Linked DNA regions of Hordeum vulgare: region 1 is linked to region 2. A link is a contact called in public Hi-C data. All regions are on one chromosome and are shown on one strand. Each heading gives the region's core, a stretch centred on a gene start, on an enhancer-like site or on the middle of the called end of the contact. The rest is flanking DNA. Distances are from core to core; before and after follow the strand shown. Region 1 has its middle 54 kb from the start of LOC123432356. Region 2 holds the start of LOC123432356 (alpha-galactosidase-like).

Region 1 (2,821 bases), core at 314-2,813, 55 kb after region 2:
ATGGCCACATTTGGGCTGAACGTTAGCCCCGCAAATTGGGCCATGTACGCCGACTTGGCGGAGTATTCCCCGATGGTTGTGAATTTCCAAGTTATAGTGTCTTGCGTATGTTGCGTGAGAGTCACAACAGATATCATCTCCCAGAGAGCAGCAAACTGCTGAATATGAGGAAGAGTGAGGCCCTGTTGGAATTGTATGTGGCGAATCCAGAAGTTATTATCCAGCGCTTTTCTCACAGTACATGCCCTTCTTTTAGAAATAGCAAAAATCTCGGACGCAATATCCTTGGGCCGAAGACCAAGCAGCCATGATGATTCCCAGAAACTCGTTTTGGTCCCATCACCAACGGCCACCGTCGTGGCAGCGGCAAAAAGGTCCTTGTCGCCGTCCGAACAAGGCGTTTCCGTACCAGCCCAACTTTTTTCCGGGTCGGCCCACTCGAACCATAGCCAACGAAGGCGCAGCGCTGCCGCGAATTTCTCCAGATCTAGCACGCCAAGACCCCCGTAAATCTTGGGCTTGTAGACTAGGTTCCAGTTAACCTTGCATTTGCCACCTGACACTTTCTCACAGCCCGCCCAAAGGTAGGCTCGTCGCAGACTATCGATCTTCTTCCTGACCTCAACAGGGAGATCAAGGGGTGTGAGGTGATAAATCGCGATGGCTGTGAGGACGGCCTTGACGAGGACAATGCGCCCAGGGGCGGCAACGTGCTCGGCCGACCAGGGGGTAGTTTGCCAACCACCTTATCCTTCAAATATTGAAAATGAATGCGTTTGAGCCTCCGGATCGAAAGTGGAAGGCCCAGATATCTCATTGGGAAGGTGGTCCGTACCGCTGGGAAGGCCCGCAGGATATCGTCAAGATCAATGTTTGTGCATCGAATGGGCGCCACTAGGCTTTTGTTGCAGTTGGTGACCAAGCCAGTGACAACCCCAAAGGAGCTGAGCGTGGAAGCTAAGAACTGGATATCCTCTTTGATTGGCGCCATAAAAATGGCCTCATCATCCGCATATAGAGAAGCCTGGATTGGGCGTCCGCGGATAGGTTGCAAATTCCCTTGGTCGGTAGCCTTTTGGAGTATGTGATGGAGCGTATCGATGGCAAGGACGAAAAAAAGGGAAGAGAGGGGGTCTCCCTGGCGTAGACCGCGGTCATGCATGATAGGGTCGGATGAGATCTTTGGCGCCGTATATGCCTGCCTTCTCTGCTGGCCACTAACCCACTCATCCACCCACCACACACATCGCATCCTTTGATCATCAGGCATGTTCACACGAGCCGCGAGCAGTAATTTATCTTAGTACCACGGTAGCACTATGGACGAAACAGACTAGCAAATAACGTGGACAGAACACGTAGTTGGCCAACAACGCCGTGTATAAAAGAGGAGCAGGGAGAAATGATCGTTGACCTATGTGGCCGGCCAGCGTCGTGGAGGTCCACCCAGCCGCCATTTTTATTCTTGGAAAGCTTTGGTCGGATGGCGTCGGCCATGGACCTGATCTTATCGCGTCCGCTGCACTCCTTCACGCCGTTTCTCATCAGGCCGTAGCGATCTTATCACATAAGTAGTAATATGTGCGTGCGCACTGAATAATTACGTGCTCCGTTCCGTTGTATCTATTCGGCCCCGCGTGATGGCGATGGCATGGACTTGAGGAGGCATCCCGAAAGTGGGATCCTGGGCATGAGGATGAATGCTGAATGACGATGGCCCGGAATCAATTTGTTCCGATCCTAGACACGGCCGCGACGATAAGCATCGGTGCCGTTCCGTTCCATCACTGTCGTCGTACTAAATAAAAATTTCTTTTTGGAACCGGCGGTGCGCGAGCCTACACAAAATCCTCGTCGCTCGGGAAGTGGGCGCATCAAGGTCGTCGCGGTGGGAGTGGGACAAGAGTGCGTTGATAGATGGACAGCGAGCAAGAGGAGTTGACAGCGGCCGGCCGGCCGGCTGGAGACGGGGTCGAGCTTTGTGACTCGAAACATGCACCCGGATGCTTGCACGGAACCCGTGACGCGACCCGAAAACCGAAGTATCATCTTCTGACGGGCAGCACGGTGATCGACCGGTTCCTGAGCTTCCAGTCCGGTTGTGAACTGGAAAGATGTTTTCGTGTGATTGGGTTGCCCCTTTATCTTGAGACATTTTACATAGAGTAATTTTAACTCGGCGATTCATTTCGTTTGCCCCGTCTATTTGGGGCCGTGCGGATAAAAATGATAACCTAACATAACCTAACACGTTGATCATTTTTAAAACGCGACCGTACTGATCCATTTTTGGTTTAAATTTGAGACCAAAATGTGTCGGAGCGGACGCGCGCGTTTTTACGGTGTCCGTCTCAACCACCACGGTCAACATAATTTATGACGGCCGTCTTCCTCGGATCCATGCGTCAGCAACAGCGGTCGGCCTTTTTTAATCCGAACGTGCGGTGGGGTTCGGCCATCTGCTCCAGACCCTCCCCCCGTCCCCATCTCGCCACCTCATCGGCAACCAAACCCTAGCCATGGTCGGCTCCTTCCAAAACAAGGGCAAGGCCCCCGTCAACCACCGCCGGCCTCGCGAACGCATCAGCGTCCCGGTGCACCAAGCGCGGTGGCACTCGGAGCACCGCGTTCCGCTGCAGTACCCCGACGTCACCCTCCCGCACCACTGGCATATGGATCCGGAGAGGATCCCGGTGCTGACCGTGCCGCAGTAGACGCGCATGCACGCGGAGGAGGCGAGTCGCAGCCGGCGTCAGCTGACGCCGGAGCAGCGGCTCAACCCGGCATACGCGGCCAACTCTCCCAACTAGGAGGTATGTTT
Region 2 (2,780 bases), core at 168-2,667:
TTTTTACTGTGTGGAGATTGAGCAACCGACACAGAGAGAAAAATACAGTATCAATGGCTAGTCGCCGGACCGGATACGTCATGATGAGCCATCAGCAGCACCAGGACGGCAGTACCGTACGGTTCAGGTTGCGCGGTTAAAATACTCGTATATGTGCATGCAGCGCGAGGGCAGAGGCCAAGGGACAGGCACAAAGGCCAACAGAGAAAAAGGAAAAAAGAAAGCATAGATAAAGGGATAGGTCGTCAAATCTTTTCCCTGTTCCTTGGGCGTGCTTTGCTCGCAGGCAGGCCCCCCTCGGTTGTTCCGCAGTTTTTATTTTCTTTCAATTATATATATAGATGAAGACCACTGTAGATTTTGCATTGCTGATACTAAATATAGATGAAGTCACTGATGTAGGAGCATATAGTAGTAGGAGTAGCAAATACTGCTAGATCCATGTGTTAAAAACAAATGCATGGTTCCATGCGAAATCTGGAGTACACGTACACACATGATCGTTCCAATATAAATGCTGGCCAAAAAAAATACGAGTATATCTTTAGATCTACGACTGGACGAGGGGAGCAGAAAAATGCACGCGTGCTGACGTCCAAGCATTCATCTTACTTACTCCCCTCGTGGCTCAATCCCTCATCTCATCGCCAAATCTCCCATCAAATCCACCCAAAATAAAAATAGGAAAACTGTATCTGTAGGCTGTGGCGACGAAGCGGGGCATAATAAATCGAGATTGGAAATATCGCGTGCGCGAATGGAAGAGAAGCGGCCAAAGCCCAAAGGGGCTTTAAACAAAAGCGTCCAAACCCGATGATGAAATCGGAGGGAGCCACCCGCGCCTTTCGCTGCCGCCGCACGCGAGACGCGCATGAACGTCCCTTTCATCGCACGAAAGCCACCATTATCACCACGCACGCACCACGGCAGATTATCTACCACCACGAGCTCTACCCCCTACTCCAGAGCGATGATAGTACTACGTAGGAGTAGTATATTTTCATGTTAATAATGAATTGTTATTTTCTGCTTTGTTCGTGCGGGTTGTTGGGCGGTAGCGTAGCGCGAGGGGCGGAGGATACGAATCGAATGCATGCCATAGCGGGCGAAAAAACGAAGAGGAAAAGACAGGAGCAGGGGGTTGGAAGGTGGCAGCGCGAGCGAGAGTACCCACCCCATCTGCGGCGTCCTGCCGAGGCCGTTCTCGAGCGCCTCCCGCCGCGCGCCCAGCGTCGCGTTGCCGGCCGCGTCCACGGGCACCCTGGCTCCCTCCGCCGGCGCCGAAGCCGCCGCGACGAGCAGCGCGAGAAGCAGCGAGGCGCGCGCCATGGCCCCCGGTGCCGAGCGAGCGGAGGAGCAGAGGAGGGAGGAGGTGGGGTGGGTGGGGGCGGGGCGGTACTGGTGGCGCCGGTGAGTGACTGCTGAGGACGCGTCTGACGGGGCCGCCTTTATATAGGGCCGCGCGCGGGGGACTGCGGGGCCGCGGGGTTCAAAATATTAAAGGCGAGATATTAATATTAAGGAGTAGTACTAATTTTATTTGGATATTTTTGGGTTCTGTGTGTATGCACCCCTGTGGCTTGACTTGAGTCGCCCGGTTTGCCTCGGTTGGGTCCGCCAATGACCGGCAGAGTACGTGTTCGGTGCAGTGCTCCGTGGGATCCAGCCGTGGTTGGGATGCCGGTGGTGGCCCGCTGTCAGCGAGACGGGACGTTGTGTGTGCTATGTACATGAAGGAAATGATCAACCAAATGATTTCTCACAACCTTTTTTTGACAGCAAAATGATTTCTAAAAACCTTACAAAACATAATGACCCCTAAAAGAAAGGAAATTCTTTCCTGCGCATAATTTAAAGGGAACGCTACGCGATCCGTCGAATGATTTTTAAAAATTATCTGTCATCTAGCTAGCCGTCGGATGTCGATATAAGGCCCCGCATCCCCGACGCATGGTCAGTAGTTATTTCCTGAAACGACGCTCGAGTTACGGAAACTTTTGCTTTGTTGCAAGAAATAAACTTTGGATCCGTTAATTCCTAAAACAACGGTCGAGTTTTAGAAACAATTTGCTTGTTGCATATTTTTTTTTCTTCGTCTTTCTGTAACATAGGTATTTTTATGGAATATTTTTTTTGCAACAAAGGTCGAGTTTCAAGAAATTTTGCAACGAAAGTCACGTTGCAGCTGGGATCCATGCTCAACGGAGAGTCGGGCGCGCGAGCAGGGACGCATCTCCAGCGAGGCAGAGAAGCTCCCCGGCGGCGGGAGCTCGCCGGCATCCACGCCGCACACCTCCTCGTTCGCCGTGCGAGGTGGGGATCCGGCGAGGGGCAGGATCTCGTCGGCGAGGTGGGGATCCGGCGAGCCGGCGAGGACCGACGACGACGGCGGTTTGCCGGGCTCCGGCAGGCTCGTCCCCGGTAGCAGAGGAGCCACGATGAGGAACCTGGAGTGCTCCAGCTTGAGCCCCCGTTCCTGAAACAACGAGCCAATTTTGAGAAATGGTTCATGATCGAGACGAGATCTAACGGACGAGCGGACGACGAATGGATCAACCGGATCAGCCGGTGGGATGTAATCGTTTCCCATAATTTAAACATCACAAAATGATTTATCAAAACCTTACAAAACCTTTTTTTTTAAATGAAGATTATGTTGCATTCGTGGAGCATTCTTCCCTGCGTATAGCAAGTTCGCTTCCCGAGGCAAACCTCTAACAAACGCATGATGACATTTTAGTTCTTCTCGCATGACAACTCTAACGTTCGCTAACAATTTT

What was found. Hi-C and Micro-C count contacts between places; a contact is called where the count stands out from the background.
Region 1: a Hi-C map of leaf shows a contact between it and region 2, with 4 times the contacts expected there. The contact joins the enhancer-like site here to the promoter of LOC123432356 in region 2. A contact is called at or near these places in 5 of 6 Hi-C or Micro-C datasets (leaf and seedling).

The regions. Positions count from the first base shown.
Region 1 is chr1H:303,639,973-303,642,793 of MorexV3_pseudomolecules_assembly, forward strand. No RefSeq gene overlaps it. Among protein-coding and RNA genes, the nearest start is that of LOC123432356, 54 kb to the left of the region's middle. Within about 2 kb of position 1,564, at least 2 of the 3 cell types and tissues checked have open chromatin away from gene starts, as enhancers often do. A contact at or near this core is called in leaf, where this site is marked.
Region 2 is chr1H:303,585,505-303,588,284 of MorexV3_pseudomolecules_assembly, forward strand. LOC123432356 (alpha-galactosidase-like) reads right to left here and starts at 1,418. Exons shown (of 15, transcript XM_045115386.1): 1 at 1,175-1,418. The coding sequence starts at 1,329.